Regions from separate parts of the Mus musculus genome. Here region 1 is linked to region 2. A link is a contact called in public promoter capture Hi-C data. All regions are on one chromosome and are shown on one strand. The core of a region is the stretch at or near the end of the contact, and the rest is flanking DNA. Distances in the headings are between cores, read along the strand shown.

The links. Capture Hi-C pulls out chosen DNA fragments and counts their contacts.
Region 1: a contact with region 2 is called in a promoter capture Hi-C map of adipose tissue. The contact joins two enhancer-like sites. A contact is called at or near these places in 1 of 115 datasets of contacts at active chromatin or transcription factors (embryonic stem cells) and 2 of 9 other capture datasets (adipose tissue and liver).

Annotation. Positions count from the first base shown.
Region 1 is chr9:50,807,283-50,811,614 of GRCm38.p6, forward strand. It overlaps Alg9 (asparagine-linked glycosylation 9 (alpha 1,2 mannosyltransferase)), which reads left to right. Exons shown (of 15, transcript NM_133981.2): 13 at 1,395-1,524. Among named protein-coding and RNA genes, the nearest start is that of Gm38476, 34 kb to the left of the region's middle. Within about 2 kb of position 2,534, at least 12 of the 459 cell types and tissues checked have an H3K27ac peak or open chromatin away from gene starts, as enhancers often do. A contact at or near this core is called in adipose tissue, where this site is marked.
Region 2 is chr9:50,588,560-50,592,518 of GRCm38.p6, forward strand. No RefSeq gene overlaps it. Among named protein-coding and RNA genes, the nearest start is that of Sdhd, 13 kb to the right of the region's middle. Within about 2 kb of position 2,417, at least 114 of the 459 cell types and tissues checked have an H3K27ac peak or open chromatin away from gene starts, as enhancers often do. A contact at or near this core is called in adipose tissue, where this site is marked.

The sequences.
Region 1 (4,332 bases), core at 1,284-3,783, 220 kb after region 2:
AAGTACTCGTAACCTGAGCCATCTTTCCCAACAACTGACATCAAGAAGTAGCAATTCTATGGCAAGACTGTTAGAGTTTATTTGTTTTGGAGGATTTAATTTTTTTTTATTTGTAGGTATATATGTGGTGTGTGTAGAGGGAGCGCATGTGCCCATGTGCAAGTGTGTGTGGGGGCTGTAGGGTAGGTAGCTTTGGATGTTGTTCCTCAGCATGTCTACCCTGGTATTTGAGATAAGGTCTCTCATCACCCAGAACTTCCCAATTAGGGTAGGCTAGCTGTTTAGGTTTGTGGTTTACACTTCCAGGCACAGGCATCTAAGGACTGCCTCTGCCTCCAAATCCTGGGATTAAAGCTATGCACCACTATGCCCAACTCCATGTTATTTTTTGAGAAGGTCTTTCTTCTTGATGTATCCCGGAGCTCAGGGATTTAACTAGCAAGCCCCTTCCCCGCCCCTGAATCTTTCTGTGTATCCTCTCTGCTGTGCTGGGGTTAGCCGTGCCACGCCCAGCTTTTATTTGGGTGTAGGAGATCTAGTCTTAGGTCCTCATGTTTGCATAGCAAGCACTCTCTCATCCAACCAAGCCCGTCTTCTTGAGGGCACGTGTTTATCATTTCTACTGTGGATATTGAGACACTTCTAACAGTGTGGCCTCGAGACTGTGGCAAGAACAGTGGACCTAGAAAAGGTTATTTTCCATCCAACAGTAAATGTCCACACTGGTTTGTGTAGGCAGTAGGGAGAGCTGTGATTGAGATGTTCCAGCGTCCTGGGTTAGATGTGGCTATGTACAACCCTGGGCTTCTGTGCTCCCTATTTGTCTCCTTTTAGGTGGAGAAGAAGTCTGGGTAAGAGGAGTGATGTTGCTGAGTGAGCAGTCCTCACCTGTGAAGATAGGCTTTTTGTTTTTATTTTTTGTTTTTAACATAAAGATTTTTTGTATCAGTCGTTAAGGATTAAGGTGAAACTTCTCTGTTAAATGTTGACCTTGCCTTTGCCTTTTGCATCTGAGATAGTTTCATAGCTGAAGGCCTTTTGAGGATTATCTAGATGAAGACAGTCTCCTAGTGTTTTCCTGGTGGATGTCCCGTTACTGTTTTCTGTGCACCTGAGTGGGGAGTTAGTGGCATTCTCACCCTCTTTGTTCAGGGCCATCTGCTTGCAAGTTTCCAAGCTGAGACTTGAGTAAAGGGATTGAGAGACCTTTAGTTATAAATTTCTTGCTTCAGACTGACTTGTGACCTCTGCTCCTGCCCCCAACTGAAGTTCTAGCAGAAATCATGTTTTCTTCAAGTGTAATGTTTTTCTGGTGATCTGGGGTGAAGGGTTGTCTGTTAAGCAACAGGTCCGCCATGTGTTCTTTTCATTCTTCTCGCTTGTGTCTCTGACAGTTGGCAGCTTCAGTTCATTCCATCAGAGTTCAGAGGTCAGCTACCAAAGCCTTTCGCAGAGGGACCACTGGCCACCAGGACTGTTCCCACTCACATGAACGACCAGAACCGAGAGGAGCCTTCCAGATACGTAAGGGCTGCCAATCTTCTCTTGCTGCTGCCTAGAGAGACAGTCACCCCAGATCACTAGGCATTGTTCCGTTGGAGCATTAACCAAACGAGTGTCTCAGAAAGCTATTTCTCAGAGAGACAGAGAGAGAGAGAGAGAGACAGAGACACAGAGAGAGAGAAAGAACGATGCATGCGTGGAGGGAGTGGCAGCATCCCCTCTTCCCAATTTACTCTCTTAAATGTCTGTGGAAAGCACACAGTTGAGTTAACTGAGAAGGCTGAGAGGGGCTGGGGTCTTCTCATGAGAGTCTTGAGCAGTCTTTCTGAGTACATTGAAACCCACAGCATTCCTTGTTCTGTTGAAACGCCTGCTGGTACAGTTCTAAGTGAGCGGTTCTAAGTGAGCGGGTTACCTTGGACCTCCCTTCCGCGCCCTTTTGTTGTACTTATATAGCACAGGAACACCCAGAAAGGCTGTCCCCATAGTGAGGCCATGGAGCAGGCTCTCCTCAGTGCCACGACCTTCTGCCTACTTGCCGTCACACACTCTGGAGTCCTGTGAATTTTATTTGGCTCTTTTGTAAGGCAATACTTTTGACATTTGATGCTGGTAGGATCTCCGGTGTTTAAAAAGGGGAGCGCTGACCTGCGCCTGTGAGGTGGCTCAGTGGGAAAGGCGAGTGTTGTCCTCTGTGGTGCCATGTGAGTGTGTGCACCCCCTTGACGTGCACATAAATAAGTGAATAAGCTTTACAGCGAGAGTGATAAAGAGCACTCGCTTCCTCATTAGTAGACAGTGAAAGATTGCTTGGCAAATCGGCTGGAGAGGACTATTTTTGGGCAACCTATTATTAAATAGGTAATAGCTTAGATGTCTGTGTATTTAATTTAGGTTCTCTTGTGTCATGTACTCAAGATACACATAATGAGACCTGTCCTTGACTTCGGAAGCAGACTCTGTCACATCAGGCCGTGTGTTGCCCAGTTCAGGGTGGTTAGGATTTCTCTTGTGTGAGCATCCTGGTATATGCAGTGCTGGGAATAGAATCCAGGCTCTGCACGGGCTGCTGGGCCTGGACTCTGCCAGCTGAGCTCCGTCTCCAGAACTCTCATTTAGCAGTGTCTGGTATTTAGGCTTTTCTCACAAATGTTCTTCATCTGACTAAGGATCCCATATAGAAAGGGTCTCCTTGCTTACCGTTAGCATTCCCTACCCCAGTTCTTGGTTCCAGCCTGTGCTCATTGTCTTTTCCTTACCAGTGTCTTTGCCTGTGTTGGTGACCATGCCTGAGGCACTAGTCTCCCACCTCATGCTACCAGAATTCTCTTCAAATATGGAGTGAACATGTATATCCGTGTTTAGCAGGCTTTCTGTTAAGAGCATGAAATATTTGTCTGCACGGTCAGATACTAGCCTTTCCTTTATCTGCACGTTTCTGGTTTGTTTGTTAAATTTTTTCCTCCTGAGGTACCTGAGTGCTGTGAGATGGGTGACTGTCCCTTGCCCCTTTTGTGTTTGTCACAGTACATAGATAGGGTTGTAAACCTAGTGGCTGGCCTAATGGTGTTATTCTAGGGATTACAATTAGTGTCACTCTGCCTGTCTGTCTCTGTTTCTGACTCTCTGTCTGTCTCTCTGATTTTTGAGACAGGTTTCTCTATTATGTCATTATGATTGTCTTGAAACTTTCTGTGTAGTCCAGGCTGGTCTCGAACTCAGTTCCACCTGCCTTTTGAGTTCTGAGACTACAGGCCTGTGTCATCATGTTTGGCCTTTTGCTAGTTCCTTTGCTAGCATTCCCCAGTGGATCTATGGAACTCTGGACATGCTATAATTTTTTTGTACACATATTTATGATAAAGTTTAATTTACAAATTAGGCACATTAATAGTTCAACAACAGCTGGGCATTGAGGTGCACACCTTCAATCATAGCACTAGGCAAAGACAAGGCAGATCTCTGAGTTTGAGACCAGCCTGGCCTACAGAGTGAGTTATAGGACAGCCAGAGCTACATAGTGAGACCCTGTCTTGAAAAATCATCCTTTGGCTACTTAGAAAAATTGTAATAGTACATTAAATAAAAATGAGTATATTTTCTCCAAATATTTTACTGTACTATAAATTATAATCGAAAATCTATCACTCCTAAAGTAGAAAAATTATAATAGTACACTGTAATAAAAATGTGAGTATATTTCTCAAAATATTTTACTGTACTATAAATTTTAATAACCTCAGAAAAGAAGTTTTTTTCTTTCCTCAGTAAGTTGAGAAATTGCCTTTTTTACTTAAAAGGGAATATTTTGTGGCTTCGTTGCCATATTCAAATTATCATCATCGTTTGCTTTGTGCTTTGGAGCCATTGCTGAGTAAAATTCGAGTTACTGGAGTTTGAGCGCTGATGCGCTGTGCTATTGGATCTGGTAACCAAGATGCTGCTGTGAGATTAATGGGCAGGTGGTGTGTACAGTCGGAGATACTGGACACGAAGATGACTCAGGTGCTCAGTGGGCCTGTGAGATCTCATCCTAGTTTGAGTTTTATTGCTGTGAAGAGAGACACCATGACCATGGCTACTCTTCCAAAGGAAGACATTTAGTTGGGGTTGGCTTAACAGTCTCAGAGGTTTAGTGTCTTATCATGGCAGGACATGGCAGCGTGCAGACAGACGGTAGTGGAGAGGGAGCTAAGAGCTCTATATCTGGACTGGCAGGCAGCAGAAAGATAACTGAGACACACTTCCTCCAACAAGGCCACACTTCCTAATAGTGTCACTTTCTATGGGCTTACGGGGGTCATTTTTATTCAGACTGCCACAACAGAC
Region 2 (3,959 bases), core at 1,167-3,666:
GAAGTCAGGTCAGGAACTCAAGAACTCTTGCTCCAATCTCTCTCTCTCTGTCTGTCTCTGTCTCTGTCTCTGTCTCTCTCTGTCTCTGCCTCTCTCTCTCTCTCTCTCTCTCTCTCTCTCTCTCTCTCTCTCTCTCTCGGCTGACCTCAAACTCTCTACACAACTGAAGATAACCTTGAACTCCTGATTCTCTTGACTCTGTCTCCCAGATCCTAGGGTTATAGGCATGATCTGCCATCCTCACTCTGACTTACTTAAACTAGTAACTGCTGGAGGTGGTTCAAAGCCTCGACTTAAGTCAAGAAGCAGTGTACTCTTAAACCTCCGCCTTTCCAGGCATTCAATTACACTTATAAATAATTAGGACTTGGGTTTTTTTGTTTTTTGTTTGTTTGCTTTTTTTTTTTTTTTTTTTTTTTTTTGAGTCAGGGTTTCACTATGTAGACTTGGCTGGCCTTGAACTCACAGTGATCTGCCAACTTCTGCCTCCTGGATGCTGGAATTGAAGGTGTGAACCACCATGCCTGGCTTATGTAGACCAGGCTAGCCTTGAACTCACAGTGATCTGCCAACTTCTGCCTCCTGGATGCTGGAATTGAAGGTGTGAACCACCATGCCTGGCTTATCAGAAAAAAAATCTTTGTGTTTCCAATGCTCACATTCTGACCCTTGAACTTGAAGCCTACATCCTCATCAAACGTCAGATTTCTTCTTCTCAACTCATAGAACATCCCACTGGCCTATGCTGGCCTATGCTGCTGGACAAAGAAGAATTCCTGAAGAAACATGAGCACCTCCCACCCCATTTTGAAAGTAAAGTTTAATCCTCCTCACAATTACAAAAAAGAAATGATGCCTCCCTTTTTCCGTTTTTTGTGTTTATGTGTGGTGTTCTTATGTGTGTTTGCATATGCATATGTGTGCACATGTATGTGGAGGCCTGAAGCCAACATTAGGAACCATCCTCCAGAGGGACTGGTGAGATGGCTCAGTGGTTAAGAGCACTGACTACTCTTCTGAAGATACTGAGTTCAAATCCCAGCAACCACATGGTGGCTCAAAACCACCCATAATGAGATCTGACACCTTCTTCTGGTGTGTCTGAAGACAGCTACAGTGTACTTACATATAACCATAAATAAGTTTAAAAAAAAATAAAAAGGAACCGTCCTCCAAAGCTCTTCCCCCTTATTCACTGAGGCAGGCTCCCTCAATCAAACCCAGAGCTTGCCAGTATGGCTCATCTTATTAACCAACCTGTTCTGAAGTTCCCAGACATCCTTCTAAAGCTGGAATTACAGGTAGCTGCATGGTTCTGCAGATCCAAACTCCAGTCTCACACTTGCAAGACAAATATTTTACCTACTGAGCCACAACCCCAACTTCTGATTTTCATTTTGTTTTCTTGTTTGGTTGGTTTCTTTCTTTCTTTCTTTCTTTTTTTTTTTTTTTTTTTTTTTTGAGACAACCAACATCTCATTAAAAACCCAGGCTGACTTGGAACTCATTACCTAGGCCAGGAGATCCTCCTGCCTCAGCCTGCAGGCACAGACATGTACAACCATGTCCACCCAGCATAAATTAAACTTTAGAAATGGACGGTGTAGTGGTCATTCTTTGTTGTCAACTTAGCTACATCTGGAAATGAACTACAATTCAGAAATGGAGGGTACACCTGTGAGAGATTTATTGCTTGATTTGAGTGGGTGAACACCCACTTCTAGTCCAGACCTTTGAGGTAGGAAAACACAATTTTGATCCAGATCTTGGGGCAGGAAGATAGGTGTCTTTAAATCAGATCTTGCAGTGGGAAGATCCACCTTTAATCTGGGCCATACCTTCTGCTGGAAGCCAATAGAAGGGTATGGAAAGACACTTTCGCTCTTTGCCTGTTCGTCCTTGCCTTACTAGCAAATCCATTCCTTCACTGGCATTAGAGCCTACTTCTAAGGGATTCCAGAGTGCTGAAGACCAGCAGAGACATCCAGCCTTGTGGACTAAGAAACTTCTGAATTCTTGGACTTCCTGTTCATAGTTTGATTAATTAGACCACAGCCTGTAATTCATTCAATAAATCCCATACATATATAGAGGGGAGGATTCATTTGTAAGTTCTGCTACTATAGAGAACGCTGTCACAACTCTCTGTCCCTTTGTTTAAGAGCACAGAACTAATTCATTCCAAGTCTCCTCCAAATTAGAATTAAATTCACCCCCCCATCCCCCGCAATTTTTCCGTGTTTCTGGGTCCTTTTATAATTTTTCCCTTATAGTAGCCATTACAACACTCCCGGTAATTCATATTGGTTTTCAGCACAAAGAGGAAAGTTCCCAGCAGAACGGTGCAGCTCCTGGCCCCTACAATTGCTGAGTCCTCTGCTCATTGCCTGCAGCTGCCAAATTAAGCAACAGGCGTGGGGATCCCCAATGTCAGCAGAAATGGCCTGAAAAGAAAGCTGTGTTCACATTAGGTAGCTCTGCTCTCCCTGTGACTAACATTTTTTCATAAGCTTCTCGGGCTCTGACTCACTTCTCTATTTGAGATGTTTATTTCCTGGAACACAGTATAACACTTAATGCCATGAGAACCCATTTTCACTTTGAATGATGCTAAAATTCTGTGACAGCCAGAGAAAAGCTTCCTCCTCCTCTGCTTCATGTTTTTGTTTTGGTTTTGTTGACACAGGGTCTCACTATGTAGTTCAGGCTGGTCTCAAACTCACTCTTCTTGTGTCTGTCTCCCAACTGCTAGGATTGAGGCATGTGTCGCCACATCCTGCTGAGGCTCCCAAGTGTGGTGCAAGCATGCGTGTATGTGCATTCGTGGTGTGTGTATGTGGGGGGGAGGGGAGCTTGGGTGTTCAAGTGAGTGTTTGTGCACGTTGTGTGCATGCATGTGTGTGTTCATGGTGTGTGTGTGTGCGCGCACATGCGTGTGTGTGTCTGTGTGTGTGCATGTGTGCACAGCACAGTGAAGAAAGCACATTCCCACCTCACTTTTGTGTCTCCTCCCTTTTGTTTTTGCTCTGTGATACACTGGTTTTACCTGGGGCTCCTCCAATGGGCTTAGAACAGGGCTATCCACGGGTGCATTGCTATCCACCAATGGCAATGCCACAAGAGTTTTATTGAATAAATTTATTAGATGAAACAAAAGGACCTAAACACAGACCTATTGAATTCTTTGAGCTCCTAAGTGACTGGGGAAAAACAAAGTTTAAGTGAATCGCACAAAACTCTACAGTAAGAGCCCGGAGGGCAAAGAGCAGCGCAGACTCTATGTGGGAGTGACAGTCAGTCTGAGGGAGAGGGACTCGGCACCAAGGGCTACCAACAGAGGTGAGTCGAAGCTCAAGTAGCAAACCATCAGTCACACCCATCTCTCCCTCTCTTCTGTTTGTTTGGTTTTTGCAAGACAGGGTTTTTCTGTGTAGTCCTGGCAGTCCTGGAACTCACTCTGTAGACAAGGTTGGCAATGAACTCAGAGATCCGCCAGCCTCTGCTTCCTGAATGCTGGGACTAAAGATGTGTGCCAACACTGCCCAGCTCACACCCATCTCTTTAGAAGAACAGTCAAACCAGAAAAGGAGCTGGAAATGTTTTTTAACATGTTATACGTATGGATGTTTTGTCAGCAAGTATGTCTGTGTACCATGTGTGTGTAGCACCCCAAAAAGACCAAAAGAGTGTCTGGTTTCCCCCTGGAACTGGAGATATAGAGGGTTATAAGCTGTCATGTGTGTGCTTGGGATTGAATCCAGAGTGTCCACAAGAGCAGCAAGTGCGCTTAACCACTGAGCCATCCCTCCAATCTATCCTGTCCCTTATTCACAACATCTGAAGACATGAACTCTAACAAACAGAAAAAAAACATAAAATAAAGGGTGGAGTTGCATGCAAGAGACTGAGGTGAGTGGGCCGAAGGGAGTCTGATGTCACGCTGGGCCACACAGCTGAGC